2 separate regions of the Neogale vison genome follow, and region 2 is linked to region 1. The links are chromatin contacts, called in public Hi-C maps. All regions are on one chromosome and are shown on one strand. Each heading gives the region's core, a stretch centred on a gene start, on an enhancer-like site or on the middle of the called end of the contact. The rest is flanking DNA. Distances are from core to core; before and after follow the strand shown. Region 1 holds the start of FRS3 (fibroblast growth factor receptor substrate 3). Region 2 holds the start of CCND3 (G1/S-specific cyclin-D3).

The links. Hi-C and Micro-C count contacts between places; a contact is called where the count stands out from the background.
Region 2: a Hi-C map of fibroblasts shows a contact between it and region 1, with 8 times the contacts expected there. The contact joins the promoter of CCND3 here to the promoter of FRS3 in region 1. A contact is called at or near these places in 2 of 3 Hi-C or Micro-C datasets (fibroblasts and muscle).

What each region holds. Positions count from the first base shown.
Region 1 is chr1:88,474,068-88,478,965 of ASM_NN_V1, forward strand. It overlaps FRS3 (fibroblast growth factor receptor substrate 3), which reads right to left and starts at 2,959. Exons shown (of 7, transcript XM_044250714.1): 1 at 2,927-2,959. PRICKLE4 (prickle-like protein 4) reads left to right here. Exons shown (of 8, transcript XM_044250718.1): 3 at 1-90; 4 at 594-701; 5 at 1,387-1,524; 6 at 1,804-2,007; 7 at 2,565-2,769; 8 at 3,229-3,646. The coding sequence ends at 3,602. TOMM6 (mitochondrial import receptor subunit TOM6 homolog) reads left to right here and starts at 4,136. Exons shown (of 3, transcript XM_044250720.1): 1 at 4,136-4,343; 2 at 4,864-4,898. The coding sequence starts at 4,216.
Region 2 is chr1:88,694,713-88,699,577 of ASM_NN_V1, forward strand. CCND3 (G1/S-specific cyclin-D3) reads right to left here and starts at 2,971. Exons shown (of 5, transcript XM_044250730.1): 1 at 2,953-2,971. It overlaps TAF8 (transcription initiation factor TFIID subunit 8), which reads left to right and starts at 3,125. Exons shown (of 9, transcript XM_044250737.1): 1 at 3,125-3,176; 2 at 3,979-4,135. The coding sequence starts at 3,132.

The sequences.
Region 1 (4,898 bases), core at 1,709-4,208:
CTCAGCCCTCAGGAGCCAGGTCCACCAGCCAACTCAGACAGTGGCCCAAGCCACTTGCTGGAGAAGTACCCTGAGGGGACTTCTGCTCAGGTACTGGGAGCCCTTTCCTTCCCTCTGAGACCAACATGCCCTCTATCCTACAGCCTCCTCCCACTTCCACTGTCTGGAAGGTAGGTAGCTTTTGTGCCCAGCCTCCCATGGCCCTTTTCTCTTTGCAGGAATCCCTGTCTCTACAGCCCCCTCCAGATGGGATGTGGGGGTTTAACTTTAAACTTATTCACGTGAAGACACATTACCTCTCCTGGCATGGGGCAGGGGGGGCGTCTGTGTTGTCAAAGCACACTCTAGGCTTTGGCCCCAGTGGAGTAAAGGGAGCTCATTTAAAGCAAAAGAAAGGATACCATTTTGGGGAATGGGACCTCCCCAACCTGCCTCAATCAGACCACAGATGCAGGCGTGGGTCAGCTGTCCTTGTCTCAATCTGGAAAGAGGGGGTGCTTGGAAGTCATTCCAGATTGGAGAAGAGGTGGCAGTGAGGTGGGAGGAAAGAAGAGCAAGGCAAACCTAACCACCCCTTTCCTGCATCTCCTCAGAGTCCTGAAGTTCTGAGCTTGGGGCTCCCTGGCTTGGACACCCACAGGGCCCCCAACTGGCCTGAGCTTCGGATCCTCCTGCAGCAGCTGCCTCCGCAGGACAGTGATGTGGGTCCCCCTCTCTCCAGGTTCCAATCTGTCGCCTCCCTCTCTCTATTTACTGTGGGTCCAGAAGCCAGAGGACATGGATCTAGGGCCTGGGCTGGCTATGCCACTAATTGGGGAAGTCATCCCCCATCACCAGCCTGAGTTTTCAAGTCTACACAATGGGGGCAATAGCATCTGCTCTGCCCACAATGCTTAGCTGAAGAGCAAATGAGAAAATGGACATGAACCACTTTTGAAACCGATAATGGAATGTACAAATGTAGAGAGTATGGTTAAGTATTTATTGAGACTCTATGTGTGCCCAGACTAAAGCCTTACACTTCAGTTTGGGGAGCTGGGGGGCAGGGGGCAAGACAGGAGAACATGGAATAAATTAGAAAAACAATGGAAAGTGATAGTGAGTGCCAGCTCATGGCAGGTAAAGCTCTAAATCTGTGGTGACAGGGCTCAGTGCTGTGGGCTGTCAGGACCCGAGTGGTGGCCATTCCTTGGGGGAGGTGAGACTGGGGTAGACTTCCTCCATATCTCTTCCCTCTTTCCCTCTCCTTGTCAGTGCCCTTCTGTGTTATCTCCTGGAACTTCTAAAACCTTCCTTTGACCTAGCAGCTAAGCCTCCTCTCCCCAATCAAACTCCAGTCTCGCCTGCTGGGGCTTTCCCAGTCTCAGTGGTGGCCTGTTTCTGCAGGAGCGCTACTGCCTGGCCCTTGGGGAGGATGAGCTGGCCGAGCTGAGGCTCTTCTGTAACCAGCGGAGGCGGGAGGCCCTGGGACAGGGGGTGGCCTGCAGGGTATCTCCCAAGCTGGCAGAACACACCTGTGAGAAGGTATGTGGTGTTCCCCCTGCTCCATTCCCCTTTGCCTTCACACTTCAGCAGAAGGGGTGAGCTCCAGGGACTCAGGTGGGGTAAAGGGGTTGGGGACTGACAGTTTGGCACACTTGAAAAAGAGAAGCCAAGTTTAGGGGTTCTTGGTGGGCCTGCAGTGGAGGTGGGCTGCCAGGGGTCTAGGGAGAACAGTTGGATTGGGGTTGGGATGGAAGAGCCCGGAGGGAAGCCAGGAGCATGCTGGGGCCTCTGCCCAGCCCAGCACACCCCGACTGGCAGTGCAGGGAGCGGCTGAGGCCCGGGGAGTATGGAGTGTTCGCAGCCCCGGCAGGAGAGCGGCGCAGCTGGCACCTGGCTTGCTTTGCCTGCCAGGCCTGTGGCCAGGCCCTGATAAACCTCATCTACTTCTACCATGACGGGCATCTCTACTGTGGCCGTCATCACGCAGAGCTGCTGCGACCGCGCTGCCCGGCTTGTGACCAGGTACAGCCGTAAAAGGGTTGCTTGGAGGGGGCTGCCCAGGGTCCAACGTGGCAGGATATAAGGGGACAACTCTGCCAGTACCGTGGAGTGAAGAACTCATAACCAGCCTGGGACCTTTTGTTCCCTGTTGCTCTGGGGATGGGGACCTGTTGCCTTGTGCCCTCCCCCACTGCAAGCAGAGTCCCCCAGCTTTTCTTGGACTGAGAGAATTTCTCTGGAGCAGGGACTGTTGGGCAGATATTGGTTGGTCTCAGTTTGCCGGGTGCCCAGTGCTGTGCCCTATCAGGAGAGGACCTGCCATAATGTCAGCATAAGAGGCCGGTGGAACCCTGGGTTGGGAGTCCAGGCAACTGGGGTCGCACTTTTTCAGGCTATGCCACCTGCTAGCGGGATCCTAGCTAGGCCAATCAGCCCTCCCTGCAGCCGAGAGTGGTTGAGTAGATCAAATGGGATGTCTGTAGACGTGCTTTAGCGTTAACTGGGTGTAAGGCGTGGTTATTGGGTGAATGAATGAGTGAATGAATGAATGAATGAGCTGTTCTCCCTGCCTCTCCCAGCTGATCTTCTCCCAGCGCTGCACTGAGGCAGAGGGACGGCGCTGGCACGAAAACCACTTCTGCTGCCAGGACTGCGCTGGGCCCTTGGGCGGGGGACGTTATGCTTTGCCGGGGGGCGGCCCTTGCTGCCCCAGCTGCTTTGAGAATCGCTATTCGGATGCCGGCTGGAGCCAGGCCCTTGCACGGGAAGGGAGGGCCTTGCTAGGTAAGGGAGAAGGTGCAGATCAAAGGGGAATGGGGCAGCGGCTTGGGCTGGGCTGAGGAGGGGATTCTCCCGGGCTGGGACCCTCGCCCCGGTCCCACGCCGTCCCGTCCCCCCACCGCACCCCCCAGACCCGAGCCTTGGGGCCCGCAGCTCTCACCGCGCGTCCCTGGTCGGAGCGCTCCAAGGGCCTCCCGAACCCATCCCTCGCCACCGTTGGGGATGCGGCGCGGGACTAGCTCCCGGACTGGGGACGCGGCCGCCCTCTGGTGGGCGGCGGCGGGGAGGGGCGGAGGAGCCCGGGAGAGGTGTCGCAGCCGCGGCGGCGGCGCGCAACGGCTCGGGGGCGGGGCGGGAGGCCGGACCCCAGCTGGAACGGGCTTCTGGGGCCCGCCCCGCTCGGATCCGGGATAGGGAGACTCCCGGCTCTGAGATGGGCATTACGGACCCGGCCCGGAACAGGGGAGGCGAGACTCGGTAGAGTTGAAGAGGGAGACTGCGCCCCGCTGGACGCCGCTACCATCTCCCGGGCAGCCCTCCCCGCCGCTGCCTCCCGCTCCAGTCCGGCAACCCAGAGGGGGCTGCTTCGATCCAGTCCGGAACAGGAGGGTCGAGCTGGGGACGAGGCGGAGGCACCCAAAGGGCGGGAGCGGGGCCGCCTGGAGACGCCCCTCGATGCCAAGCAGGACGCCCCCTGTCCCACCTGCTCCTCTTCTTCTGACTCGGAACCAGAAGGCTTTTTCTTAGGCCAGCGCCTTCCCGGTCCCTGGAAGACCCCCGGAAGCCTCCAGGCTGGGGACAGCGACAACTCCAGGAAGCACTGCATCATCTGCTAGTGGCGCAGCCCGGAGAAGGGGGAGGGGATATGATGTTAGGTGGGAGAGCGAGATTTTTCTCCTATAGAAATCCTAGACTGAACGAAATCTGGGGCACGCCTGGGAGAGGCGGCCGGATCACAAACTTGGAGTGCTCGCTCTTAAGCCTGCGCAATCTATGACTTCTGACGGAGACGTTCTTGGGGAACCCCACCTCCCAAAGCTTCACATCCCCTGCGGAACTAACCCCTATGCCCACCCCTCCGCCCCCCCCTCCCCGGCACAGTCCCATCCTCAGCATCTTTCTGAGCCAATGAAGTGATCACTCAGAGACCACGTGTGGCGGTGCCCAGGTTGTCCAGCCCAAGGCCTAGAGGGAGCCGGAGGTGGGACGCCATCCGGCGACAGTAGTGCGGGATCGCGCTCCCCTTCTCGCTGAGGTCGTGGAGGCGCAGCCCGGGAGTTGTCCCTCTCCCCTAGGGGCTGTCCCTCTCCCCCAGGAGCCAAACCCAGCTGGAGCAGTGGCGCCCCCTGCCGCCAGTCGTCGGCGGAAGTGCAAGGCCGGAAGTTGCGTGCGCCCCCGGCGCCCACACGGTGCGTCGGGAGAGGCCTTGCGGAGCTCCAGCGTGCCGCTATGGCTTCCAGTGGGGTTGGCGTGAGCGCTGCTGGCGCGACAAATGAAGCACCCGAAATCCCGGACAACGTGGGAGATTGGCTCCGGGGCGTCTACCGCTTCGCCACCGACAGGAACGACTTCCGGAGGTAACCGAGACCCCGGGAACTTGTCTCTTTCTGGTCCTCCGAGCCCCCTGCTTACCTCCTCTACTTGCTGTCTTCGCCCAGGCTGGCCCCTCTGCGTTGCCAGCGTCTTGGCCTCTTAGTGGCTCTGGCTGCGCTTTGGAGAGGCCCTTGACTGGTAGAGTTCCTATGCAGCAGAACCGATTTTTTGAGTTTCTGGACTATGTCTGGAGAATCTCACCCTGTCCTGGGGGACTCGGGGAAAAAGAGGCGCCAACACAAACAGACTTTAAAGCCCTGGGCGAGTGCTTAATTGGCCTTTGCATTTGATTCTGCTCTTATTAGAGACAGAAACGAGCTCTTAGGTAACCGTGTAGGTCTTGGGCAACCTCACTGTTGTAAAGCCCTGCGGTCCTGCGATTCTAGAATAGTGTTTTTCCTTTGATAGTTTTTTCCAGGTGATGGTCTTTTCCCCCAGTATCTTTCGTTAATTAAAGACAAGTGGTTCAGTGACCACAGGGTTAATGAAGTGTCCTTTCCCCAGGAACTTGATCCTCAATTTGGGACTTTTTGCTGCGG
Region 2 (4,865 bases), core at 1,721-4,220, 220 kb after region 1:
CAGGTCCTTTCAGAAACTCCTAAGTCCCTGGCTTAAGTGGACATTCTATGTGGTCAGTCAGGGAGACAAACTAGCCTAGGGTTAAGAACAGGGTCTCCCAGGTCAAGTGACCTGGCTTTCAATCTCAGCTGTGCCATTTATTTCTGGTGTACTCTAGAACAATGACTCACCTCCTCTGTGCCTAGGCTTTCCCATCTACACAGTGAGATAATTCTAGTGCTGACCTCATAGGACTTAGGGAAATTAAAAGAGGACATTACACTCCAAACATTTAGAAGGGTGCCCCACAGCACTAATAAGCATTAGCTGGTGTTCTGAACCTTTGAGGGAAGGAAACAAAAAAGAGGCACTAAGGACCAAGGCAGTCATGGTCTCAAGGACTAGGATCCTGCTCGAATTCTCAGAGATGCTTTTGACTGGAAGTTCCAGGCAGAGTAGAAGCTCTGATTCGTTTACCGTTATGTCCCCAACATCTAGCCTGTGCAGAGGATGGTCACAGCTAGCAAGTGGTGAATGAATTAATCAAATGTTGTATCAGTCATCTCTCCAAGGAGCCTAGGAATCGACAGAGCTGCAGGGACACAATGGGAGACCTAGTTCTCTTCACCTGTACGTGTCTGGTTCCCAAGAGAACTGAGGTTGGGGGCATAGAGGAAACAGTGGAAACAGTCCTAAGGTCCAAGAATGAGGAATGGGTACCCCAACATTGTGTGGATGGTCACATAACTCTCAAGCAGACTCCCCCCAGCTGCACGCAGCTAGGGATTCCTGGATTTTTAGGGACCAGCCCAGACACTTGCCTATCCCTGAATTTATCCTGTTCATTCCCACCTCTTCTTCATACCTAGACAGCAGGTGAAAGACAGCAGGAATGCCTTCTGGGTCCTCATTATACCCCAAGGTCCAACACCAGTCAGGGTTCTGTACAACTCTGCCGAATGAACAGGTGGCCCCCAAAGACTTCCTACCACTTCTCAGCCTGGTGACTCTCCCCTCACCCAGAATCCAACTCCAAAGCCCCCTTCTCTCTGGAGTCTTGCTAGCCAGCCCAAGTTGGCACTTTATCTCTGTTCCATGATGCACACTAAACATAGATGAATAACATCATTGCACCCTCAGCATCCCACGAATTCCAGACCGATAGTAGGTGCTCAATGTTTGCAGATGAAACCATTATGCTCCCTTAGTAACAGCAACCAAGTTCTTCAGTTACTCTTCTTGGCAATACATTAAAAAAACCAGAAGAGGCTAGTATACCCATCAGACACCAGAGTGACAAACACTGAGGGGTCCTTCCTTCCAGTCCTGTCTTCTGACCTCCTTCCTTCCTCTGCTCTCGCTGGCAGGAGATTTGGAAGGCTCCCTGCCCACATTGGCTCTGCCTTCCTACTAGCCTCCCATCCCTATCTCTGAGGTATGAAGAACGAAAGCCCAGTGAGGCCAATGGGCTTCTAGGTCAGCTTAGAGAGCGGCTGTGGGGATAGGGCCCAGGGCTTCGGGGAGGGGGGGTACATCTCTGCTCTTCGACTAGGTGCCGAACAGCTCACCGAGAGAGCAACGGAGCCGAGCTTTGGGGGACAACGGGGAGGTGATGACGACGCGGGGACCCACTTAACCGACCCAACTCTACTCGCCCCAGGCGTCCAGCCCGAACTTGGAGGCCCCAGCGAAGGGGGGAGAGGCTGACACCGCATCTATCTAGGCTTCTTCAGCCATCAAGCCTACCTCCATAGTAGGTGAGCCCCCCGGAGCACGGATCGTGGCCTCATTCTCCCGTCGCCTCTGACTTCTGTCTTTGGGGAGGTAGGGGGTCGCCACCTCCAGCCGTGGGGAGGGGCGTGCACTGCTGCGTCAGGCGACCCAGCAGAAAGAGTCTCCACCCCCGCAGGCGCCGAGTGTTTACAAAGTCCGCGCCGCGCCGCGGATCCCGAGTTTAAAGCTGGGCAGGAAGTGGGGAAGAGGGGGCGGGGGAGACAAAGGGGCTGGGTGCTCGGCTCCACTGAAGTTTAAAGGGCCTGACTCCTCCCCCGGCCGCCCGCGGCTCGCCCTGCAGCCCCCGACCCTAGTGCCCTCGGTGAGGGGGCGGGGAACGCCCCCAGGCTCAGGTGCGCCTGCGGGGCGGGTGCGGCGCGGGTTGCCAGGCCTCTGCGCGTTCGCCAGTCATTCACGCGTCGCGCAGGAAATAAACAACTTCAGGTGCTGTTTCTTGACCGCTTACTACGCGTCTGGCACTGTGCCAGACCCTTTGTGTGTATTAGCTTATTTTCTTCTTTATCAGTCCCACCCCAGTTTCATACCCCCCAACACGCACAAGTAAACTGAGGCACAGTGTGGTTAAGGAATGCACCCGAAGTCCCACAGCCTGCGAGCGCTATGATTCAAAGCCAGCGTCTGCACCCTCCCAGGCACCCGCAAACGGAACCGAACGAGGAGCGGTGCGGCCCCCGGTGCCTGCACGGAGAATCCCGTCCCGGAGTGGTTGATGAGCGACGGAGACGCTTAAAAACACAAGCCCCGCGCCTACGCCGCGCCCTGGGAGTGAGGCGGGCACGGGACAGCTTCCTGACGCCCACACCTCCAGCCTCGCCCCGCAAATACCCGCGGCCTGAGGGCAAGAAGGCAGAGGAAGACCTGGGCTAGCAGGTCGGTAGGCTCCAGTTCCGAGCGGACCACTGGCGGGCTGCGGGGTTGTCAGCACGAAATAAGACTTCTCCAAATTTCCATGTCAGGAGACTCACTTGGAGAGCTTCCCAGTACGAATTTCCAGGCCCCTTCCCCACTGAGTGAGTCATTGGCACCGGGCGGGACACAGCCAGGTGCTGCTAACACCAACCAAGTTTGGAGCGTTCCAAGGATGTGCTCTGAGAAACGATTTCATCTAGGAATAGGTGTGATGCTGCGGGCGCATCTTCCTAGCCAATTCCGACGCTCACTAGGGCCCCAAGAACCTACCACGCACTGAAGGTCACGTGAGCCGGGATCCTGAGACATACACACCACCCACCCACTTGGGCTTAGGAAAGCTTGTAGGGGTGCACGCCGCCCCGCCTCCTCCCCGCCCCCGCCCCTCCCCGTTCGGCGACTACAAGTCCCATACTGCTCTGCGCCCGCACACATTACGCCAGAGCAAGATGGCCGACACGGCGGCCACTGCCGGGGCCGGTGGCTCCGGAACGGTAAGGGCGGGAGGCGCGGGGCCGAGGCGAGAGAGTCTGGGCATTTTGTAATTTCCCCCTAATGTGGGCAACAATCCCATAGCCAGAAATCCAGCCCCACAATGAGCTCCAAGTGGAGGAGCGTCTTTCAGGCCTTACAAGCCCCCCTCCTGGGGACTTGGCTACGGCCTCCGGAGTTGGTGGACCTGTGTAGTGATTGGCTCCTTCCCTGTTGGGGGTTGGGAACCCGGAACACCTCCTGATTGGTCCGAAGAGGCTGGCTTCGCCTTCTTATTGGCCAGCCGAAGTTGGGGGGATTCCGGTTTCAAAATATTTAGCTTTCCTACTTTCCTGAGCGGCTGTCCTTTGCCTTTCTCTCCTCAGCGTCGTGTGGTGGTGTTTAATTTTTCCTGTTAGTGAAGTGGTGTGGAGATGGGAGGAACAAGAGAGAGAGCATTGTTTTCTGGGAGAAGGCATGAATTCAATCCCATCATGCATGTTTTTTCAGCTATATATTTTGATAATCTGCTAAAATAGAAAGTAAAAAGTAGACATTTTGTGTTTTTGGAATTTTAAGTTTTAGGTAGCTCCTTGGTATTTAGAGCACCTTGGGTACTCGATTATTATTACTCTGCTGGCCAGGGTTTGTAAGTCTAAACACCAGGGGCATTTTTAAATTTTATTTTAGTAAGCACTGATAAATATTTAGCGAAAGAACCTTTGCTTGCCATTGATGATATGGGAATTATTTGATTGCAACCTTGTCTTACGGGCGAAAATCGTTTTGTTGTTGTTTTTTTTTTAATGGGGTGCTGATTGGCAGAGATCAGGAAGTAAACAATCCACTAACCCTGCTGACAACTACCATCTGGCCCGGAGGCGAACCCTTCAGGTGGTTGTGAGCTCCTTGTTGACAGAGGCAGGGTTCGAGAGTGCTGAGAAAGCATCCGTGGAAACATTGACAGAGATGCTGCAGAGCTGTAAGTACCAGGAAACAACAGACTGCCTTCTTGGAGTCAACCAAAATCTGTTCGGTGTTCTGCAATCTGATAGTGTTAGCGAGGATCTAGGAAAAAGAAGAATGTAGTTAAGTGACTTACAGGCTTTGGAATCAGTGGGATATGGGTGTAAGTCATCGCTCTGCCACTTCCCAGCTTGAGAAAGTCACTAAATCTCCTGAACTTCAATTTCCTTATTTGTGAAGTAGGATAATAATTTGTATTTCACGGAGTTGTGAGGTTAAGTGAGGTGTGTATGTAAAGCATTTGATGTTAGGAACATTGTAATCTCCTGAGGATTTGTAGGTGCTGTTGTTGCTGCTTGTTCTCTGTACTCAAAGTAGAGTTTTGTTGCAGAGTCACAATGAATTCCCATGAATAGATGCTATACATCGGATAATCAAATAGTATCATATGCGATACAAAGAGGGAGGGCAAATAAAGTTCACAGAATGGAAAACAACTTGAAATGGGTTGAGGTATAGGAGCCTGGAATGGTCTCACATAGGCTTTTCTGCTTGTGCATTATATTTCCTTGCTTGGGTTTTATTGGGGTGGGTGGTGGAAGGTAGGATGGGATGAGAGATGGGGTTACTTAAGTTGTCTCATGAGGGATCAACACTTACAAATGAAAGTGAGAAAAAGGTTTAGGCAGAGGGAGAAGTTAACTGCAATGCAGGCCAAATAAAGAATTAGCTAACCCAGTGGGGAG